Linked DNA regions of Mus musculus: regions 2 and 3 are each linked to region 1. Evidence: chromatin contacts called from public Hi-C data. All regions are on one chromosome and are shown on one strand. The core of a region is the stretch at or near the end of the contact, and the rest is flanking DNA. Distances in the headings are between cores, read along the strand shown.

Region 1 (4,584 bases), core at 1,537-4,036:
CATTTTTGAGTCTTTACTGGGCTAAATGTTGTACACATCCCATATGGTTTTCTCACAACATCTCCAAATGAGATGTCCCATATTGCTGATGGGAAAATTGTTTTTGTATAGGGTAAGAAAGTTCAGAGTTCTACTGGTGGTGAATGGTCAGATGGTAATTTGAACGTTCTCATCTTCTGACTTTCAACTTGCTCTCCTGAGTATCACGTTGTTGTTGTTGTTTTTGTTGTTATTGTTGTTGTTGAAGTTGAAGCATTCCCCACCCATCTAGTTGGACATCAAAACCCATGGCCTCCTGCATTCGAATTGAGCACACTCCCAAATTCTTTCATTAACTGTTTAAAGTGGTTATATAAACCTATTTAAAGTTAACTACTCACATACAGGAATAAGTTTTAGATGAGGGTTTCCACTCTTCCCCTCTGCAATTTCCCCTTTCATTTCTTATTACCGCATCAAGTAACTAAGATGCGTTTTTGGTGCTATTGTAATTTGTGCACAAAATAGGAACAGAAAAGTTCTGAGTTAGGACTTTTTCTCAGACCTAATCGTATTAGCTTTATTAGTTTTAACTTCTTGGAAACCCTCTTGAACTAATACCCTGTTTCTTTGCATTTTGACTCAAGTGAGATTTTTGAATAATTGAATTTCGGGTAGGTGCTGGGTAAGGACTTTTAAAAGAGAGTTCTAGTAGTACATTTGAATAAGAAAACAGCTATCCCACAGTTAACATCGATAAAGACCCTTAGTGATCTCCAACGTACCAGGTCTCAGCCACACTGTGCTACACCTCTAGCCCTGAAGGCTTTTCTGATTTTTGAGATAAGGTTGCATGGTCCTCCAGAGAACTTGAACTGCTAGACTCTAGTAGATCTCAGGCCTCAGACTTCTGAATAGCCTCGAATGTGTGCTTTAAACTGGAAACTTCTGATGAGAGTCTTTTGATGGAGGAAGGCAGTGAAGATGGATGGCCTGGTTAGGTTTTGTCCACTTGACACAAACTAGAATGACTTGGGCATTTTCTTGATTAAGTTTTGATGTAGGAGGACCCAAGTCACTGTGAGCAGTGCCGCCCTGGGGCTGGTTGTCCTGCACTGTATAAGAAAGCAAGCTGACCAAGCCGAGAGGATCAAGCCAGCAAGCACCATTCCTCCGGTGGTCTGTGCCTTCTACTTTAGTTCTTGCCTCCAAATTCTTGCCTTGGGTTCTTGCCTTGGCTTCCCTTGATGATGCACTGTAATCCATGATGATGTAATCCATGAAAGGAAACGAGCTGTTTCCTCTCCCCAACTTGGCTTTGCTCAATGATAAGAGCAGCAAAAATCAGACCAGAGCAGAAGATAACTTATTTATGTGTTCATATGTGTGCACACATGTTTGGGCACGCGCATGTAGATACCGAAGATCGACCTTCGTTTTCTTCCCTCAGACCCCACCCAGCTCTATAACGGGGCCTTGTCTACTAAGGTTGGCTGTCTGATCTGTGACTCCAGGAAGCTTCTTGTTTCTGCTCCCATACTACCAGGAGCCACCACTGTCCTCTGCTTTTTAATGGGAGATTTTTAATGTGGGAGATTTGAACTCGGGATTCCTGCCCAGTGGCAAGCACTTCACGGAATGCACTCTCTCCTCTGCTGGGCAAGATATATTCTTTAGAATGACAGTTTCGAGTAAAGTCAATATGCCAAAAGGGCTGGGGTAGAAAAAAAATGAATGGTTTTCTTTTCTTTTTCTTTACTTGCTGCTCAGAGAGACAAGGAGTGCTCTTCTCATAGAAAAAGAGACTGAATTTCTGTTCTCTTGCCCTGACAAACAAAACAGCCCATGAATTAAAAAACAAAACAAAAACAAACAAACTACCACCACCAAAAACCCAATATAACTAAGTTCTCTTAGGAAAATACGTACAAATTGGAGACCTTAAGACCCAAGAGTCTTGAGAATCAACTAACTGAGACTGCAAATTTCTGCCGGGCGTGGTGGCGCACGCCTTTAATCCCAGCACTTGGGAGGCAGAGGCAGGCGGATTTCTGAGTTCAAGGCCAGCCTGGTCTACAGAGTGAGTTCCAGGACAGCCTGGGCTACACAGAAAAACCTGTCTCAAAAAAAAAAAAAAAGAGTGCAAATTTGTTAGCAGAGAGGCTAAAGCCTCACAGTAGTTGCGATAGTTCACTTCGACAAACTCGTATGAATTTACTTTTCCTTATTTCTCTGTCCTTTCTCTTTGCTTCACTGGAGTTTGAACGCAGGAGCTCAGGGCCTGGCACATGCCAGGCAAGCACCCCACCGTTAAGATATATATATAATCAACCCTTATTTGCGGTGTAGCCATGGGTAACTACATACCTGGAATCTTCTTGCCTCAGTTCTCAGAGTGCCTGACCTGCAGGTGTGGACCACTGTATGGGCTTCATGATAATAAACCCTTTATATCTACATTTGACTTCCAGAGCAAACCACGTAATTAAATACTCTTCTAAATCCCATCTTGTTAGAGGTTAAACCCTGTGAGAACCTAAGAAGGTCGTGTTCTTTCTCTCATGAGAGTGGGGCTGGGGACTTTAAGAAGTGTGTAGGCTCCAGGGCCCTAAATATGTATGTAGCTGGCTATTTATGAAATAAACCCTGTCATTGCCCCTTGTGTTGTAGGTGAGGCTTAAAGAGATTGAATAGTTTGCAGGAGGTTATTGAATCACTAAATTGCAGAATGAGATCAGAGCTCATGTTTGTATTTGACTGAAATTTGTATCAGTCAACACTGCTGCCACCGAAGTGTGAGTTGCCAACTAGGATTTGTCCTGACCTCAGTCCTAGCTTTGTATCCCTTGTCTGACACGACCAGGAATGTGACGGCTGCATAGACCCTTCCATCAATACTGTCACCACTGACGGTAGCCAAGATGCCCATATTCGCTCAAGGCAAATTGTTTTATTTATCAACAAGTACAAGGTGTTTCTGTCCAGTCCTCTCTTTGTCTTTAACTTTAATTTTGTTTATTCTTGGGAGCCATGATTGTAAATGATCACCTATGGTAAGGCTAATGTCCATTCCCTGATTAATATCCAACAATGATTAGCATCATTGATTGGAAAATTAGTAAATTATGCCCCCATTGACGTTTCTAGCTCCCATTTAATAGCTTGTTTACTTAATTGATAGCTAATGTGTTGACTTTTTAAAAGCTATTAACACATCAAAATAGTATTTATTGAACCTGGCAAAATGATAAATTATGTGTTTGTTTACTCTTTCATTCCCAAGGCTGATCTATCAGTGGTCTTGTCCTTTTTTTTATTTTATTTTATTTTATTTTTAATGGTTGTTCGTTTGTTTTTGGTTTGGTTTTGTTTTTTAAATTTTGTTTTGTTTCTTTATAATTTGTTTTAATCCTCTGAGGTTCTTTACCTAGGATATCAAGTAGAGCAGCGTAATTTCTAGAAAGCATGACCTTGGAAAAGTTGCCTGACTTTTCCTGGGCGTTCCCAACAAATGACTCTCTAAAACAAAGCAGCTTCTGAGAGAAGTTCCGTAGGGTTTCTTCACTCAAGTCAGAATCCTCAAAAGAAAAGAAGTGCCCTACGAGCACTGAATGTATGCATGATTTGCATCTGTTTTTCTACCCACGCGTTTTGTTGGTCCTGCTGAGGAAATGAAGTCATCTTAGGCAGAAAAGCTTTAAGAGACCAATATTCTCCTACTTAACTTTCAGGAAGATGGCTGCCAAGGTGGGCTGCCCCTGCTTCTCAGTGTGCTCTGCATTGTGTAGAAATGTCGCTGGTCCCATGCTCGTTTTAGTACTGTTTGCCAGCACAGGTTTGAAGCCACCCTTTTGAAATGGAGTTTATTTGTGAAACAGTCTTGTTCCATAGGCACACCTCAATGCTTACCATCCTTGAAGGCTTAGTATATCAGCACTTGGCTCTTCCCAGCCCCCTCTAAAACATCACATCAGTTCTCAAGAGAGAGTATTTACCACAGTTAATTATATTCAGGGAAAAAAAAACCCAATGCTTAAAAGCCTTCTAGGCCTTTTCACAGAGGAATTTCGGTATCATATGGAGAAATGGCTGCCTCATTTGAGGAAGGCTGAAAGCCCTTACTGGATGCTTTGAAGGCAATAATAGTTATCTGGATGAGTTGTAGCATACTTTTAGAAGTTTAATTTAATATATGTATGTATATGTTTGTATATGTATGTATATGTTTGTATATGTATGTGTATATATATATATATATATATATATATATGCATACACACACACACACACACACACACACACACACACACACACACACACACGGGGACTTAGGGATGGTTGACCAGTGGGTATGTGCACGTAGGTGCAGCTGCCTGTAGAAGCCAGGGATGCCAGATACTCAGGCTGTTATAGAGAGAGGCTTAGATGGGCTCTGGGAATGCAACTCAGGTCTGTTGCAAGAGCAGTCCACTCTGAGCTGAGCCCCAGATTGTAATATTTTTGGAAGCAAAGCTACAGCATGTTACAAACCTTTACCCATCACACGAGTAAGGACCAACCAGGATGGAGCTCTTAGTGGACCAAAAAAAACCAAAAAATTAAATT
Region 2 (4,584 bases), core at 919-3,418, 460 kb before region 1:
GGAAATGGAATAAAATTAAATACATGATCCGTTGAGAAAATTTAAGATGGCTCTATAAGAATTCAAGTGGTTAGTGAGGGCTTGTATGGAGTAGCACCCCTTTCTCGGGCAGATAGCATCTATAGCTCTGTTACTCCAACCCTAGATTGTTAATGTGTCTTAAGACTTCCCAGACAGCAATGTTTATGCTCTTGAATGGCGGGGTGTGTCTGTTCGCTGGTTTCTTTGAATACATTTTAGAATCGATTTCCTCTGAAGATACAGCATGTTACCACCGTAGCACAGGAAATAATTAGATTTGGCCACAGTGCTTACACAGGACTGACCCCAATTCTTCAGTGACTACAAACAAATAAAGTTCAGAATAGTGACATATTTCAGAAAAGTGATACGTTAAAATAAAATAATAGCTAGTTAAACAAGGGGATGATTCTGGTTGCTGCTGTTTTGTGGTCTAAAATCTCCCCTTCCTCCTTTCTCTGCCATCCTGTCTCTTTCGTTGGATCTGCTCTATAATGCTTCAGAGCCGGTGCCTGCTTGCAGCAATATTTTGTTTTTATTAAATTTCAAACCCTGAATTTACCCAACAGAACAAAGAAAACTGTTTTGGAACTTTGATCTTATCACCAAGTTTCCATTCTAGAAGGGATAGACGCACTGTGGGCCAAATTCAGCCGTCATTCTCTAAGAAAGCATAGTCATTTGAATTCCGGAGGAATTGGGATATTTTTTTGTGTGTAGGAGAAGTAGCTAGGCCTCAGTTTCAAATAATAAGCTGTGAACCTGTATAGCCCAAAGTTAAGTCCTCCGATGAACTGTATATATTAAATCCAAGCCTCCATCTTCAAAGGCCTCTAGCAGTAGAGGGAACACCAAGATGAAAGGCCTGATGAAGGGAAATAATTAAAACTTAATGGATGCTTGTTGTATAAGTAGGTGCAAAGGAAAAAAAATGATCATTTTAGGTATTCACAAGGAATTTCTAAAGAGTTTTGTGTCTCATAAGTAATTAATTTGGGGTGGTTAGCACTCATAGGTGACCCCTAAAAGACCGTGGGTCAAGGCTAAGTACCCAGCTCTCTCTTCTGTTATGGTTGATGACTATTTGATACTCCATGGAAGAAAAAGTCACTAAATCCAAGAAAACTAGAGAAGAGCTGACCTCCCCAGAAATGTTCTGTGAATTGATTCAGACTAGTGCCGTGATCTTTGGATTTTTCTCTTTTTCTGAGATCTCTCCTGAAATCCCTCAGGAAGGATTGGCCATGATATATTCTTTTGGGTTGGGGATAGACTGATTAAGACCTTTGGCTGCAGGGTTTCAGAAATCACAAGCACATCTCACCTTAGGTGGTAGCCACACAGGCTTTTCCTCCCACTTCAGCAAAAGTGATGTGTAGACACAGGATTTCAGAGTGGTAGATTTAGCTTTCGGGGCTCCAATCTGCAGTAAGCAACCCTATCTCATCACTGGGAGCTAGTCTCATCTGTGTGCATCAGGCAGGGGATTTGAGCTTGAGCAAGTATTTGCATGTACATTCTGGGTGAGGGAAAGCTCCCCCGTGTTCTTTCTGGTCGTCATTCATTGTCTGGACGGGACAGGAGCATCACACCTTTCCAACCCGGTCATCCTCCATCAATCAGGCTCTTCCTCTTCCCCACCCCCAAAACACTGAATTCCTTAAGGAAGCTCAGAGAAAAGTGGTCGTTCTGACATCATGATCGTGTGAATGGCGTTGTTTTCATTTCATCTGTAGGGTGTTACTTGTTTTGTTTTACATGCTTGGCTGAATATTGCCAACATATGACAGGCACCAGCAGGAAGTCAGCTGTGAAACCGACATTTGTCACAGGTGAGAGCGTAAACATAGACAGGGGTGGGGGTGAGGGAGAACCAATGTTAACACAACAAACATGAAAATTAAGACAAAAAGAGAGAGAGACTAGAGTGAGGCCTTGATTGGTTGAGTATCGTGTGTCTCTTATCTGACCTGCCAGACTCTGGCTGGAAGAAGCTCACTCTAACTATATAAATGTTCTTCAGCCTTTCGCATGATCATCTGAGATCTCTGAGCTCACGAAACCAAAACAGAGGCTGTTAGAGAGCTGGCAGACTCTAAGCTGGTTAAAGATAAAACTCTCCGGGTTGAGGGAAAGGCTCGGTTGGGAAAGTGCTGGCCCTCCAGCAGTGGAGATCAAAGTTCAAGCCCCAGGATGCCAGCCAAAATGCTAGGCATAGGGGTGTTGACTTTTCAGCCAACCTGTGCAGATCTTGTCTGCTGGACCAGGGAATATGAGGATCTAAAAGAACAGGGTGAAGTACGGTCTGATGCTTAGACAAACTCACTTCAGTTTCAGTGTTCTTTCACACACACACACACACACACACACACATATGTGACAAAGGAAGTAAGAATCCAAGGAAGGTTATGTGAGTTCAGACAAACATGGTCAGAAAAAAAAAAAAAAAACATGTAAATAAATATAGGTTAGCATATACTAAATATCAACAGAGCAGCCCTTCCCCAGAACTTTCTCAGAACAGACCAATTTTAATACAATTACCTGGCAAGTACTCTAAATTATATCTGGGAAAACACAGAGGCAAAGCAGAAGGCCATATCCTGATTCAGGATATAATGACCAGAGTGGGCACTATAGCTATTTTCTGACATCCAACAAGAATAAACATGTCTTGTCAATTGAAGGCACATGCTTAACACAGGAGACATGAAATCACATCCAAAAGCAATCCAAGGAACAAAGTGCTCCTGAGGTAAAAGGCCCTCTGCCCTTTCTCCAGAGCCTCTCCCACAGTTCCCCAAAGCATCATTCACCATCCATCATTCTTTTCACCGTGTTCCAACCGGGGCCCAAAAGATGACCATCCCAGCAGTGAGGAGACAGAAGTTGGGGTTCCCAGGCTAGGAGGCCTAGCCTAATTGGTAAGCTCCAGGCCAATGGAAATACCTGTCACCAAGGAGGCTTCCTAAGGATGACAACCAAAATGTCCTCTGGTTTCCATGCACTGTGTGCACACTTATGTGCACCTGGCTATGCGTGAGTAAGTGCACATAGCCATAATCACACATAAAAATGATCGAAAATCAAATTCTCCCATTTAAGGATCTTAAATTCTATTCAATGTTCATAGTCACTAAGTGAGTTGTGAAATTTAATTGCAAGCCTATAAACATAAACTCAATTGCATAGCTAAGTGGATCACACAGCAGAGAAATAAATATATGGCTGTTTTTGTTCAGTCCTGTCAGGGTACCACACCATCATCTGACCTGGCACAAAATAACTAACAACAGCCAACACACACATGTTTAAATTTCTCTGATTATCTCCAAAAGTAAAACGCCGTTGTGTTCTTAATTCGTTAAGTTGGGATCACATAAGTGTCTCACAACCCACTTTCTCCCATGTGTCCTCTGAGCTTCAATACCCTTCCCTTTTAAATGGTAGTTATTTGTTGATGAGATCCAAAAACATAAATCAAGGCAGGACAGTCATTGGAGTTTTGTCTAACATTCTGTCATCTCATCGGCTACTTCACATAGAGCGACGTGAAAATTGATTGGTGAGTTCAGGCAATATCTGCTAATCTATCCATTATCCAGGTCCTTATTCTGTCACCTCAAAATCCTGCCATCCTTAGTTGATTATCTCCCAGGTCCAACATTCAATTAGGGTTGACAAAACAGTGATTTTAGAAATCTCCCCATTCCCCGTCGATTCCTTTAAATGGCTGCATGTCAATTCAGTGTAACCTGCAACCATGACACTCCCCCTCATAGACAACAAGAAAGGCTACAATGATTTCTGACACCAAACGAAGTCACAGACCACAAAGGCATCACAAAATCCACAAAAGGCTTGAGGCAAGATATTGAGCAGGGTGAGTTATGGAGACTCCCCTAAGAGTTATCAAAATGATGTCTATGTCATTAGTTTTGGCCTGGTGTGGGTGAAAGGCAAGAATCATCCCTCGTCCTGAGCGTGCCCCAAGATATTTGGCACTCGCCCATATGGTACACCATTTCTCTTCACTTAATTTTACAAAGTTGTCCTCTAAGCTCTCTGCAGATTTCCTCTATTAGATTATATCACAAGGCCACACAGCTAATGTCCAGCCAGTTTCTCACTTTATATGAAAGTTGAGCTGGCAGAAAGCTGGAAAATTCCTTTCAAGACCAGGCATCTTCTGTCTTCCCCCAAATAAAGCCGATCCCGGAGAATTAAATGTGAGCTGAAATGAGCTTATCTCCCAGAAGGCCCAGGGGCAAATGTAAGGCTTCATCAAGAATTAGCAAAGGCTCAGAGAATGAAATAAATACTTGTTTCAAATATAATTTGGGGAATGTTGTGGACTAGCACCAACCTAATCTTAGGGAGAAGAAAAACAAGTCGATCTTTCAAATACACAAGGCTCATTCTACAATAGCTCGTAAATTGGCTCCTACCTACGCTGTCCCACTAGACACAGAAGTCTTTACTTGACTGATGGAGACTGCTCTTTGATCCCCCTCTGCCACCTTGAGAATGGCTGAGGAAGGCAACTAAGTTTTTCTTTGTTTC
Region 3 (4,584 bases), core at 759-3,258, 320 kb before region 1:
AATAGGTGTATAGTGATATTTAGTCATTCCTTGAACTGCAACTATCTGGTAACGTGTTCTTGGACTATATATCATAATTTGGCATATGTATGACTGTTTAGTGTGGACTTTTAGCATTTTTGTCTTTTGGGGGCATTCGTTTTGATACTGCTCAGTCTTAGGTGTTCTTTGCACATATGTCTAGCCATTGATTTTTTTATAGATATCTTTTACAAATATCTTCTCTGAGGTTGTAACTTATTTTCTTGTTCTCTTGAGATTGTATTTTGTAGGACGGTTTTTCAAATATTAATTAATCCCAGTTTGTTAATGTTTTGTTGGGAATATTTGTTGATGAAGGGATAGACTGTACCATCAGGGATGTACACATAGGCGTTATCAAGGACAACATCATTTATATTTTCCCCTGTGCTATCTTCTAGAAATTTTATAGGTTAGCATTTACACATAATTCTTATATCCATTCTGAATTAATTTGGGGGGAGGGTGTATGTACATTCATGTTACACAGAATGTCTATTTACTGGGACAATCTTTCTCAATGCCTCTGGTACTTCGTTGTAGATGCGCATGTAGTTACATGGATCTAATTCTGGACTCCCTAGTCCCACTGACCCTGTTCTTTTACCAACCCCACATTGCACTGATTATTGCTGCTTTACAGCAGATCCTGATGTTGGGTAATGCCAGACCTCTGACTCGGTTCTTCTCCTTGAATGCTGAGTTAGCCATTCTAGGTCTTTGCCTCACCATAAAAACATTATGTTCATTTTGTTGATATCCACCAAAAAAAAAAAAAAATGTTGCTGAGCTTTAAGCTGAGGTTGCATTGATCTGCAGATCAAGATGAGAAAACCTGGTTCTTTCAGATCACTGAGTCTAGGTCAGTGAGATGGCCGCTTGCTGTCAAAGCTGAGAACCTGAGTCGCTAGAACCCACATGGTGAAAAGAGTTGACTCATGAACGTTGCCTTCTGGATTTCATCCCTTATCATGGGTGTACACACACACACACACATACACACACACACACACACACACTAAATAAATAAATAAATAAATATAAATAAATAATAGATAGGCAAACAAATGTATGTATATAATAAAAGTCTTAATACTAATATCTAGATATATAATACTTTATTTAATTCTTATTTGACATCATTAATTCAAGTAGTTTCACATCATATTAAATATTAATTATTATTAGTATTAACTTAGAGAGTGCCATTTCAAGAATTAATATAAATGATAATACTTTAGTTTCAAACTCTACTTGATGATTGCCAATAAACATTATAGAAGCAATTTTGTATATTAGCATTATTTCCTACATAGATTATTATCATTTATAATGGCATTACTTCGGGAAGTGTTCTATAGCTACTTTCAGCTGTTTTTGTATAAATTACCTGGTCATCTGTAGTCAAAGATAGTTTTGTTCCTTTATACCTTATCAGTATACGTTGTATTTGTTTTTCCTACCCAGTTACATAAGCTGGGACGCCCCGCCCTGAACCCTGTTAGAATGCAGCATTGAGAGGCAGTACGAAGTTGGAGAGCTTCAAGTTTCTCATCATTATATAATATGTGATATAGTGTTATACATGTGTGTGTATGTGTGTGTACATGTGTATATATACTTTATTCTCTAACTTAGTGACAATTCTTTATCTTTTTCTGTTTTTCTCTTTTCTCTTCTTTTCTCTTCTTTCCTTTCCTTTTCTTTCCTTTTCTTTCCTTTCCTTTCCTTTCCTTTCCTTTCCTTTCCTTTCCTTTCCTTTCCTTTCCTTTCCTTTCCTTTCCTTTCCTTTCCTTTTCTTAAGACAAGTTCTCAATGTGTTGCCCTGGCTAGCCTGGAGCTCACTATGTAGACTAAGCTGGCCTTGGATTCACAGAGATTTGCTTACCTCCACCTCCCAAGTCCAGGGATGAAGGGTATGTGCCACCACAGCTGGCCTTTCATTGACAAGTTCTAATCACAAACGGGTGTTGGACTTTGTCACATATCTTTTGTGCACCTATTGCTATAACAACGTGACCTTTGCTCATTAGCTTGTTGGTGTGCTGGGCTGTATTAATCCACCTTTGAACCAGCCTTGTGTAACTCAAAACGAGCCCCACCTGGTCATGGTGTGTGCTTCTCTGATGTATCATTGGATTTGACTTGCTAATATTTTTGTCAAGAATGTGTGCGTCTGTGCTCAGATGTGTGAAAAATACCTGTCAGATTTGGAATGTAGGTTTATTGAAAGGCATACATGAAATGCTAGGTACACAGAAAGTGCTGCCTATAGGTCTTTAGGAATGTAAAGGAGGAGGGGGGAGAATCCCACACACCTAGACTCAGTGGCTAGATCTCAGTCTTTTAGGAATCCTGTGTCTCAGCCTGTGAACTTCCCCAGAGCTTCTCATCCCTCCCTCCCGACCCCTCCGTCCCTCATCCCTTTACTCTGTGGGAGAGGATGGCTGCAAGAGCCGTGGAAGATATTTACCCTTTCCCAAGTAGCCATGGCTCTGATAGAACACCAAGAAAGACATTCGCCTTTCACAAAAGAGTTTCTCCTGAGGTCAGAACTTGCACAGAAGAACACAAGGGTCTGGCATAGTTCAGAACAGTTCCTTCTCTTCTCAGCATAAAGCATGGGGCAACGATTCTTTCGTGATTACCATGAGGACCTGGTACAGCTCCTGGAGGTGCCACCCACTAAACTGTGACTTTCCCCACGACTGAGTGCCCTGCGCTGCTCAGCTCTCATGTTTGGCTGTTCGGAGATTCCCATAGTTCATCAGTCACAGCTCAGCTGTTGCTCCATTGCCCGCTTCCTCAGAGCTCTGCTGGTGAGCGTCTCTGCATTCTGATGTTTCCTATTTGCTTGTCTGATTTCCAAAAACTGGATGCCGGTTTCTCCCTGTGGTTTCCGGTTTCTCTCAGTGGCTTTACCTCCTTAATAGGTCTAAGAAAAATGTTCTTTTTTTTTTTTTTGCTAAGGTTTTTTTTTTTTTAACTTGTCATGACAAAATGAAGACTCCTACTCAACTTACACCCCATATTACAGACTGTGAGGCAACACTGATTTGGAGATGCACAGTTTGTGAGTCCAGTAAATTGTTATTCCCACACGCACGCGTGCATGCACACACACACAAGCACATGAACACACATAATCACTCACACACACACACACACACACACACACACACACACACATTTCTCTTCTTCACCAATCGATTCATCTAAAGGAGGTCCAGATACTCAAAGAAATATTAAGGTCCTGAATCTAGGAGGCTGTAAGGTCTGCTCTCTTCCTGTGACCCATGGAAGTTTAGCCTATTCAAACCTTCAAGGGAATCTCTCCATTTTCATTCCGACACCAGCAAACAGTGGCAAAATTCTCAATCCGGTCAAAATTAAGTAATAAATATTTTTAAAAATCGTGTTCTTACCTCTCTTCCCAAGTTCTTGTGTGTTCATGCCTCCTCTATTCTTATTGCCTTCCTTAACTCCTGCAATCACAATTGATTCATTCAATAAGTATTTATTGTACAGTTTCTGTGTCCCAGCTTCAATCGCGGATGTTGGCAATTCACCGGTAGACATAACAAAGAGCACCCTTATGGAGGTGACTAAAACAGGATAATAAGCCCACATAAATATATAAATCTAGATACAGGTTGTATATCTATAATGGGTATATGTGTGTATATATGAACAGGTAAATTATCTGTGATGTTATAAATCAATAAGAGCATGGAAAAATATACAATGCAGTGGGATACGTGAGATCAGGAGGACCATTGGGTGGCAGACAGGTCATTTGTCATTTTAAATGAGGTGGCCAAGTAAAGCCTCATTGAGAAAAAGATATGTGAAGGCAGACTTGGAGAAAGTGATGAGAGGAAATGAGTCAGCCCAGAGGTCGGGGTGCCTGGTACCAAACGTGCTCAACATGTGGGAGGAAGAACAAGGAAATTGATTGCCTGGAATGGAGTGAAAGAGAAAGAGTCTAAAAGCTGAAGTCTGAGAGGTAATGAATGGGAGTCTCATTGTTTGGGGCCTAGAGAGTCATGGATTGTGGCCTTTGCTCTGTGTGACACTTTAGACATTGCAGGGTGTTAATTAAAGCCTCAAGGTGATCATATCTAAATGTATTTATTTTTGAGATGGGGTAACACTTGACATCATGTAGCCAAAAATGATCAGGACCTAACAAATAACAAAGTAACATCTAGCATGCAAGTTTTGCTTTGTATCCCATTCAGAATCCTGATCCACTTTAAAAATGATGCCAGTTAAGTATCGATCTCTCCTCTGATTGGAGTAATTAGCTCTAAAATGTATATTAAGGTGAAATCACATTTAAAGTCTACCAGAGTCTTAAAGATTTGCAATAAAATGAGTCTCTAATCGGCTATTTGAAGGCATTTTTGACTGTATGAGACATTACTCATTCCATATTTAGTTATTCAAAGAATAAAGTAGGTTAAATCAGCATTATTATCCAGAGTCAAAGTGCCCCCAAATCAATCCTACATGCTGGAGATGTAGATTAAAACCCTTAAAGTACACAAAAGCCACATTTCT

The links. Hi-C and Micro-C count contacts between places; a contact is called where the count stands out from the background.
Region 2: a Hi-C map of liver shows a contact between it and region 1, with 2.5 times the contacts expected there. The contact joins two enhancer-like sites. A contact is called at or near these places in 5 of 484 Hi-C or Micro-C datasets (liver and uterus) and 5 of 115 datasets of contacts at active chromatin or transcription factors (embryonic stem cells, hepatocytes, neural progenitor cells and 1 more).
Region 3: a Hi-C map of liver shows a contact between it and region 1, with 1.7 times the contacts expected there. The contact joins two enhancer-like sites. A contact is called at or near these places in 3 of 484 Hi-C or Micro-C datasets (cranial neural crest, liver and nephron progenitors), 7 of 115 datasets of contacts at active chromatin or transcription factors (craniofacial prominence, embryonic hindbrain, embryonic limb bud and 4 more) and 1 of 9 other capture datasets (adipose tissue).

Annotation. Positions count from the first base shown.
Region 1 is chr8:48,544,038-48,548,621 of GRCm38.p6, reverse strand. The region is part of intron 2 of Tenm3 (teneurin transmembrane protein 3); the gene reads left to right. Among named protein-coding and RNA genes, the nearest start is that of Gm39178, 110 kb to the left of the region's middle. Within about 2 kb of position 2,786, at least 5 of the 459 cell types and tissues checked have an H3K27ac peak or open chromatin away from gene starts, as enhancers often do. A contact at or near this core is called in hepatocytes and liver, where this site is marked.
Region 2 is chr8:49,004,030-49,008,613 of GRCm38.p6, reverse strand. It overlaps a transcript of Tenm3 not described here. Among named protein-coding and RNA genes, the nearest start is that of Gm25830, 48 kb to the right of the region's middle. Within about 2 kb of position 2,168, at least 4 of the 459 cell types and tissues checked have an H3K27ac peak or open chromatin away from gene starts, as enhancers often do. A contact at or near this core is called in hepatocytes and liver, where this site is marked.
Region 3 is chr8:48,863,110-48,867,693 of GRCm38.p6, reverse strand. Gm19744 (a long non-coding RNA gene) reads right to left here. Exons shown (of 6, transcript XR_379026.3): 5 at 3,447-3,506. It also overlaps a transcript of Tenm3 not described here. Among named protein-coding and RNA genes, the nearest start is that of Gm19744, 22 kb to the right of the region's middle. Within about 2 kb of position 2,008, at least 10 of the 459 cell types and tissues checked have an H3K27ac peak or open chromatin away from gene starts, as enhancers often do. A contact at or near this core is called in liver, where this site is marked.